Linked DNA regions of Mus musculus: regions 2 and 3 are each linked to region 1. Evidence: chromatin contacts called from public HiChIP or PLAC-seq data. All regions are on one chromosome and are shown on one strand. The core of a region is the stretch at or near the end of the contact, and the rest is flanking DNA. Distances in the headings are between cores, read along the strand shown.

The links. HiChIP or PLAC-seq counts read pairs in DNA pulled down with a chosen protein or histone mark.
Region 2: a contact with region 1 is called in an H3K27ac HiChIP or PLAC-seq map of microglia, with 3 times the contacts expected there. The contact joins the enhancer-like site here to the promoter of Nova1 in region 1. A contact is called at or near these places in 1 of 15 datasets of contacts at CTCF or cohesin (the NIH/3T3 cell line), 4 of 115 datasets of contacts at active chromatin or transcription factors (the SCID.adh cell line, microglia and neural progenitor cells) and 3 of 9 other capture datasets (adipose tissue, liver and pancreatic islet).
Region 3: an H3K4me3 HiChIP or PLAC-seq map of the SCID.adh cell line shows a contact between it and region 1, with 11 read pairs. The contact joins the enhancer-like site here to the promoter of Nova1 in region 1. A contact is called at or near these places in 3 of 484 Hi-C or Micro-C datasets (the G1E-ER4 cell line, the N1E-115 cell line and nephron progenitors), 2 of 115 datasets of contacts at active chromatin or transcription factors (the SCID.adh cell line and embryonic stem cells) and 2 of 9 other capture datasets (adipose tissue and liver).

What each region holds. Positions count from the first base shown.
Region 1 is chr12:46,817,357-46,820,056 of GRCm38.p6, reverse strand. It overlaps Nova1 (NOVA alternative splicing regulator 1), which reads left to right and starts at 1,290. Exons shown (of 5, transcript NM_021361.2): 1 at 1,290-1,441. The coding sequence starts at 1,306.
Region 2 is chr12:46,869,046-46,871,745 of GRCm38.p6, reverse strand. No RefSeq gene overlaps it. Among named protein-coding and RNA genes, the nearest start is that of Nova1, 52 kb to the right of the region's middle. Within about 2 kb of position 1,420, at least 8 of the 459 cell types and tissues checked have an H3K27ac peak or open chromatin away from gene starts, as enhancers often do. A contact at or near this core is called in microglia and neural progenitor cells, where this site is marked.
Region 3 is chr12:46,761,570-46,764,269 of GRCm38.p6, reverse strand. All of the region lies in intron 2 of Nova1 (NOVA alternative splicing regulator 1), which reads left to right. Among named protein-coding and RNA genes, the nearest start is that of Nova1, 56 kb to the left of the region's middle. Within about 2 kb of position 1,334, at least 1 of the 459 cell types and tissues checked has an H3K27ac peak or open chromatin away from gene starts, as enhancers often do. A contact at or near this core is called in the SCID.adh cell line, where this site is marked.

The sequences.
Region 1 (2,700 bases), core at 41-2,540:
CCCCTCCCGCCCCCTCCAGTGTGGAAGGGCTGAGGATCAGGATCCTGAAACCGCCCGAAGCTATGTAAGTCGTGGGTGCCCAGATGCCTTCATCTGTGTTTCGTGCAGTGTGTGAAGCTGCGTACACCCTCAGCTGTTGCCTCTTCAGTTTGCCTCCCGGGTCCCTGTGGAGACCACATATCGCTTTATTTATTTATATCCTGGCTTGCTCCCGAAAGCACATAAGGCGCCAAGACACAGTAAGTCCCCGACAGTGTCACACGGTGCGAGAAAGAAATCCTCTGATGACATCTCCTTTAGAAAACCGCCTCCCAGAGATGCTAATGAATGCCTTTTGCCGAACTCTCCGGGTCCCAGCTGGGTTTCTGGTCTCCTGCCTGAGCCGTCCACCCCTCCCCGCGGTCACTCAGACGCCCTTCCCGGACTAGCCCAAACTGTCACCACCAAGTCCCAGCTGGACCAGGATCCCGCCCGGCTCCCTCGCTCGGCTGTCATTGGCTGCTGCTGCCGTCACTCCCCGCACGGCTCCGCCTCCCCGCCTAGCGCGTTTTGTGGACCCCTGGGTTTCCGCGGCAAGCCGCTGACGTTTGCCTGAGCGGCGTTGCCTGGGCCCCGCGACCTTTCACCCCGCCTCCCCGCGGGAGCGCCCCGGCCCGCTCCGCGCCCCCGCCAAGCCCGCGCGCCCCCGCCAAGCCCGCGCGCGCCCGCCGCCCCGCAGGCGGAGACTCCGGCGCGGAGGCCGGCCCCGCGCGGCGCGTGTGGGAGTCGCGGCCCCTCGCGGCCCCCGCCCGCCGCCCCCCACGCGCGGGAGACACGATGAGCGCGGGCGGGCGGCAGCGGCGCGGAGCAGCGCAGGCGGCACACGCGCCCAGGCAGCGGCGGCGGCGGCAGCAGCGGGAGCGAGCGCCGCGTTAGCCGGGTCCGCCGCTCCGGCCGCCCGCGGCCGCTCCTCCTCCCGCTCATTCACTCGCCCTCCTCCCGGCCGCCCGCGCCTCCTCCGCTCATTCACTCCCGCTCTGCCCGCCGCTTTCTTCTCCTTCTTCACCCTCCGGCTCCCACACCCCCTCCATTCCCGCTCCTAGCCGACACTGCACTGCAGCTGCTCCGCGCCCTGCCCCCTCCCCAGTGAGCACATCAGCCACACTGCTCGCCGCCTCAGACTGCTATTGATCCGATTAAAGAAAAAAAAAAAAAAAAAAAGAAAAAAAAAAAAAAAACCTTAGCAACCCCAAACGAGAAAAAAAAAAAAAAAAGCCAAAACAAAAGGGAGCCGCTTCTCCCGGTGCAGCGGCAGGAACTGCAAGCATGATGGCGGCAGCTCCCATTCAGCAGAACGGGACCCATACGGGGGTTCCCATAGATCTGGACCCGCCGGACTCGCGGAAAAGGCCGCTTGAAGCGCCCCCTGAAGCCGGCAGCACCAAGAGGACCAACACGGGCGGTGGGTATCGCTTCCGCCTCCCGCCCCGTCCCCGCCGCCCTCCCGCGCCGTGGCCGCTGCCGCCGGCCGTCCCGCGCCCCCTCCCCTGCACCTGCCCCGGCCCCGTCTCATCAAGATGGCGACCCGGGGTTCTGAGCCGACCCGCTCGCCCCAGCCGGTGCTGGCCCCGGCGACAGGGTCCGCTCCCAGGGCCGCCCCCCGCGAGAGGTGATGGCCGCCTGAAGATGCGCGCTGCATTTAACAGTCTGATCAAATAAATAAATAAATGGCACTTGGGTAGCGGCTTGCAGATGCTGGGGGCACCGGAGACTTTTGCCTCTGTTCATCCCCTTGCTCTGGGCCACAAGTAGTATGCAAAATCTTGATGAGTGCATGCCCTGAGCGCACTTACATGGTCGGTACAAATATCGCATTGATTTGTCTTCAAGGGTATGCATACGAGGGGGGTGTCTGGTACGGTGACTTGTTAGTTAACATCCTGCGCTTCCTCGGAAGATGAGTTATAACGGGACCGCTATCGCTTCTTCATTTGCACTGGAGTCATCTTAACAATGCATCCAATGCATCGAAGCAGAGGTGAATTTATCTCCAGCATATACATTAGAAATGGATGGGGGTCTTGTGAGTGGCACATCGCAAAAAATTCGGAATACTCGTTCCCAGTAAAGAGCTGGATTTACCGCGAAGTTTCCTATTTAAGACGTGATCAGGTTGACGGAAACTAAAGTTTATGGAGTTGGCTTTATTTTCTGAAACATTTCATTTTTCTTTTTTTTTTTTCACGGCTCATCGAACCTCCCCCCGCCCCCGTCTCCGTTTTATGGTTCTTTTGGAGATGGAGCGTTATCTATTTGGTGACTTTGGAGTGTATTTAGAATAAATAACTCGTAAGCTTTTTAGTATTGGCAAGATTCTTCTTAAGGTCTTTTAATTAATGAGCTTAGCCGAGATCATAGTAGACTTAGAAGTGCCGCGGAAATACATCGGGATTACTTAGATTCTCAGTCCACCACATTGACGCTTTTTTTCCCCTTGGCAGTTTCTCACGGCTTGGAATACTCCCTACAGTTTGGGTGGACTATTTTGCAGGAAGATGGTTGTTTTGTATACTTAAAGTCGGATATAGCCAGTGATTAATTGCAGTCTTTTATGTTTGCTATGACAGACAAATTTAGCGGATCACTACTTACAGTGTTGGATTTTTTTTCATCTTCAGTATGTTAAGTGAAGGTTTGTCATGTTCTAAATCTCTGAAGTTT
Region 2 (2,700 bases), core at 171-2,670, 52 kb before region 1:
TTGTCTTGTTTGTCTTCTCTTGGAGGCCTGTGTTTTTTCTAAATAGGAAACAGAGTGGGAGTGGACCTGAGGGATGGGGGAGGTAGTGAGGAGTTAGGAGGAGTGTAGGATATGTAAGCATAGGTTGTGATACATTGTGTAAGAGAAGAACCTGTCCTCAATTTAAAAAATAAAAGAATGGAACATTAAGGTTAGATATATCTTTTAAAGTGAACTAAAATGGATACCAGAACTGAAGAATCAATCTTGAGGTAGGTAGATGTGAGGGAACTTAACTTTGGTTAATTTGCAAATGCAAAGTGAAGCTTGATTTGTTCCGGTTTTCTAAGTCTCTACATTTAGGTAAATTGAAGCTCAAGAAAAGCCTATGAGAAGGCTCGAAACAACTCAGAGAACTAGGGCTTCTCCTGAGGATGAGCACTAAGCTAGTTATGTAGATGTAACTGATAGCATGTATTCTTTGCGTTACTTCACTGTGCATACTGTAAAAAACCTCACTCCATTAGTTCCTCAATGATACGACAGGCAATATTGGAGTTGAAGTTTCCCAATTTATCAGTTGCCATTTTTTCAAACAAACTCTTTAAAATATTAAAAACAACAAAAATAGACATTATTAATAGCAGGGAAAAAATAAACTTGATGAATCCCAGATTTCTTAATACTGAGAATTGTGCATTTTCTGTCTTAGCAAATCGTTTTCAAATGTGAGAGAGAGCAAGCAATGGAAATGTGCTCTTTGCTACCAGAATAAAAATGGAAGGCTATTTAATCAGTTTTATAGGACATGAAAAAACAGGCAATGACAACAGGTTTTATACCTGTTGGGATTTTATGTCAGGATGCTGTACTTTTATATGAAAATGTTGAACAAATCTAACAAAGTTCCAGAACCTGGCAGTGACAGACCACAGGCCATATTCTTGAACCGCATTGTCAAAACAATCTGGGAATGGTTTGTACCGCTATTACTGAAAATTCAATTGTGTGGCTTCGGGATGGATTAAATAATTTTTAAGCTTGACAAATTGAAGCTTTTTCAAATAATAAAAAGCCTAGTTGATTAAAATTTAACATCTTTTTTCTCAATACACTGAGTTTGTACCAAATACAGTTTAAAGGAGCCAGCAAGCTACTTTGTACTCCATTTGTTTGCCCCAAGTTTAAGTGATCTGCAGAGCCCTCAAATCCTACCTTGATTGTATTGGTTTCAGGGAATGAAGAAACACTCTATTTCATTTCTGCTAAGTAGAGAATATGACTCCCTCCTCAGTAAAGATCAAGCTGTAATTTCTAATACAGAAACTACTGCAGAGGGAGGAAGATGGATGTAAAGACAAACAAAGAAATAGTCTGAAGGGAGCTGACATGTAGCTGTACTGAAAACACTGGCCAATTGCCAGAAGGATTTTGGCAAGAAGATATTCCAGTTGCAAAGAGCTAACTTTAGAATGAGGAAAGGCAATGTTAACGGGAATAAAAGGGGAACCCAAGAGTGAATAAAAAGGGGAAACGAATCAGCTGATTTCAGGAGAAAATACTGACAGATCCTTTGTGTTAATGAGGAAACTACAAAGAGAGGAGAGTAAAATCTTTATTGTCTACATGCTTAGTAATTACTGAAAAAATGAAAATCCATTGTAACCAAATAATTACTGAAAAAAATCCATAAGTAAGCAACAAGACTACAATTTTCACAGAATTCTCTCTGATCTAACTAAGAAGAGAAAATAAGAATTTTTTTTCTCCCAAAATAAGTATATATTTATTTTTATCCTGGCCAAAGAGATCTGAAAAGCATGAACCACATTGTCCCATTGATCTATTCTTCAGAGCACCATTGAGAGGTGAGACTAAAGCACTAGTACTCTTAACCAAATCTGCTTCTCATCACAATGCAGGTCCACAGGACAGGAGACTAATATGGCTGGATATACTGTTTAAGTATGCAATGACTTTACTTGAGTCATTATTATTAGTTAAGTTACTGAATAAATAATATTTGACGGGCAATTTGAAACTAATTTGAAACCCATTTGATAAGCATTCACATTTTAAAATGCCAGAATAGCCTCACAATATAAAAGACAGAAGTGGAAGAGAATCTGGTTGATGGACATGTGGAAAATATTGCGATTTGCTATTACAATGTTCTAAAATCACATCCACATATTTGTTTATACATGCTCCCATGTGCTTGCAAACACATGTGCCAAAGCATACTTATTGAGAATCGGTGACAACTTGAAGGAGTCATTTCTCTCCTTTTGAACTCAGGTGGCCGGACTTCTTGGAAGGTACTTTCACTTGCTGAATCAATTTGTCAATCCACCATTTTGTAAAGACACCGTTATTTATATTATTATGGAATAGTACTTTAATAAACAATGTAAATGTAATATGTATAATACATTGAATAAATTTTAGGAGCATTACACATACAAATTAAAGTCTAAACACTAAAATTGTTAAGTTTACACAGAAAAAATTTAAACTTGTTTGACTAGAAATTCTTAAAATAACATTAATCTTATAAACCAGTTCCCTCATTCACAATTACCTCTAGCACATCTCTAGTCTACATGGATCAAAATTCAGCTGAAGAAGAAATGGCATGACTATACTTTACCATCATTACCATTATATCTTCTTTACTATATCAAATTTCTGTAAGAAATTGATACCTGATTCATCAAAGGC
Region 3 (2,700 bases), core at 85-2,584, 56 kb after region 1:
GCAAATGTTTACCCTGCATTACAATTTTCAATTTGCAATAAGAAAAATAAAGTCAATTGTAAAAATAAAAATTTAACTTCTTAAATGATGGGTCCTCAGACACCTGTCAGTAATGTTCTGGCAGTTCCCAGATTTCATGGAGGAACTTGAAAAGTAATTTTAGGAGCAAAGTGAAACTGATGTAAATGAAAGCCCAAGTAGAAAATTTTGCAAGAAAGATTTATGTACCTTAAATTATTTTAAAATAAATTCTAAATAGTTCTATAGTTTGGGATTTTGAAATGTTATCTACAGATTTGTAGAATATCTTTTGATTTAGAAATATATTTTACATTATCCAAAACATATAAAATTATAGTGTGTTCTAGCATCAAGTATTAAAAATAAAAAACAAATTATTGTATTCAATCAGTAGGCGAAACATTTCAGGTATTTTATTTACCAGAGTCACAGAGAGAAATGTTTTGGTCCCTAGCACTATATAGACAGATAACTTTATAGTTCGTGCTAAATGGCCAGTATTTTAATTACTTCATTTAAGACAAATTTAGCATATCATATCCTGTTTTAATTATTGAAAAGATAATTTATTTTCAATAGAATAACATGTACAATTAGAATTTAGATAATTTAAGAATAAATCTTAACTAATTTCTGTTTATTTTTGTAAATGTAGTATTTTCAGTGTATATGTCATCAGTCTGAATTTTTGAGTGTGTTTTCATAAAAAGCCACTGATGCCACAAACCTGATTATAATACTGAAGTAGCAAACATTTGTTGCTTCGTTGACATAAGGATAGAAATTGCCATGTGTCCTGTTAATACTTGTGTGTAGATGTATGTATTCCTGTGTGTTTCGATTTTCGAATGTATTTTGTAGTGCAATCTGGAAATCCAACTGTCATATGTAGCGACTTAATCAAGTGTAAATTGCTTAACAAGTTTAAAGTTTTTGTTTTGTTTTGTTTTGACTGTTAATTGCGTATCATTACACCTACCTCACAGGGTTGTTGTGGGGAAAATAATAAACATACTTGAAAGAGCGCTTAACATCTGCTACAAGTGCAATATCTGAAAACCGTGTGTTACTAAAGCCTCGAAGCCTCCCAACTCCATTGTGTGCAAGGTGAAATCCAAGTGCTTGTCACAGTGTGTGACCTGATCCTCCCTAGTCCCCAACTGACTCATTCTTTGTTTCCAGACTGTGGTGGTGTTGTTGAAGTTTTAGTAGTCACTTGCAACACAAAAATGTTGTGTGTGTCTCTGTGTGTGTCTCTGTGTGTGTCTGTGTTGTTTTCTACCATTGTCCGTTTTGTCCATCTGGACCACTGGGTCACTGTCTTCTGTGCTGCCAGCTCACACCTAGTCTTCACTGTGGCTTTCCTCTGCAATAAGAGGTCTCCTAGCCCTGCTCCTCCCGTGTTTGTTGTATAACTAACCCCTGTACATGACCCTGGGCTGGTTCCTAGATTATTATCATAGGTAATCCTTATATGATTATTGTGCATTTATTACAAAGAAACTTTGATTTTTCTGTACTTATAAAAAGTGGATGCCCAGCTACATAGAGCCACATGAGGGTCGTGGTTATGTACTAAGTCAGTCCACTTGGCTTTATCATTCCCATAGTAATTAACCAAATAAAGGATTGGAGTACCCAAGGGATTAAACCTCTCTTGCCTTACTCTTTCCTGTCATTGTGCCTGCACTTCTATTGTGATGATGTTTTCTGTCTTGATAAAATCCTGCCCACGATTTTCATCTCGTTTCCTTTACTGTCTGTTGGCTCCTGCTTTTGGCATTCTCTGGCAGAAGTAAGAATTACATGTGTTCCAGAAATTACATGTTGACTAAAAATCTACATCAATTTTTCTCTGCCTTCTTTAGCTTCACCACCCTTGGTTTGGTCAAGCCTTCCCATCATTGCTGTGTTCCTTGGTCTGTAATCTTCCTCCGACTTTTATTCTAAAATTGCCTCATTTCATTGGCGAACATGTATGTAAGGTTTTAATGTGTGTGTGGCATGGTGCAGTACTAAATTTTTAGTATCTTTTGTTAAATTGTTCCTTTAAAACGCCATGCATGTGTGTCATGCATTGTTCTTGCTCTCACCCCTTAGCTCCCTGATCACTAGTGTACCCCTCTCATCCCCTTCCTCCCCACAACTCACTCACCTGTAATAACATGTGGAGTTTGTCAGAATGTAACTTATATATGTATGGTGATGTTTAGGTGTCTTGCTGTATTTCCCCATGCCAGTCTCACAATTGGGGGTTCAAGCCATCCCATTCTACTACACTGTTTGTAAACATTTGTGTGTGTGTGTGTGTGTGTGTGTGTGCATGCTCCACCAAATTATAGGAAGCCTGTTCATTTCTAAGGCAATATCCCAAACTTGTGATTTTACATCTTCATTTTCTACTCTTCTCTTCTTCCCTTTTTCTCCCTCCCTCCATCCTCCCTCCCTCTTCCACCTTCTCTTCCTCTTTTTCTCCTCTTAGCTCTCCTCCACTCTGTCCTTGTCTTTTTAGCTTTCCCTACCCCTAATCGACTGCCAGCCTCTCATTGTCCTACTTTAGAATGTGAAATAAACTGGATTTCCTTTTTATTTCTCAATGTATAAGCTCATGTCTGAAAATATGTACTTAGGTTTGTGAATGCTGAGCTAAAGTGGCCTGGGCATTTACTACCCTGATGA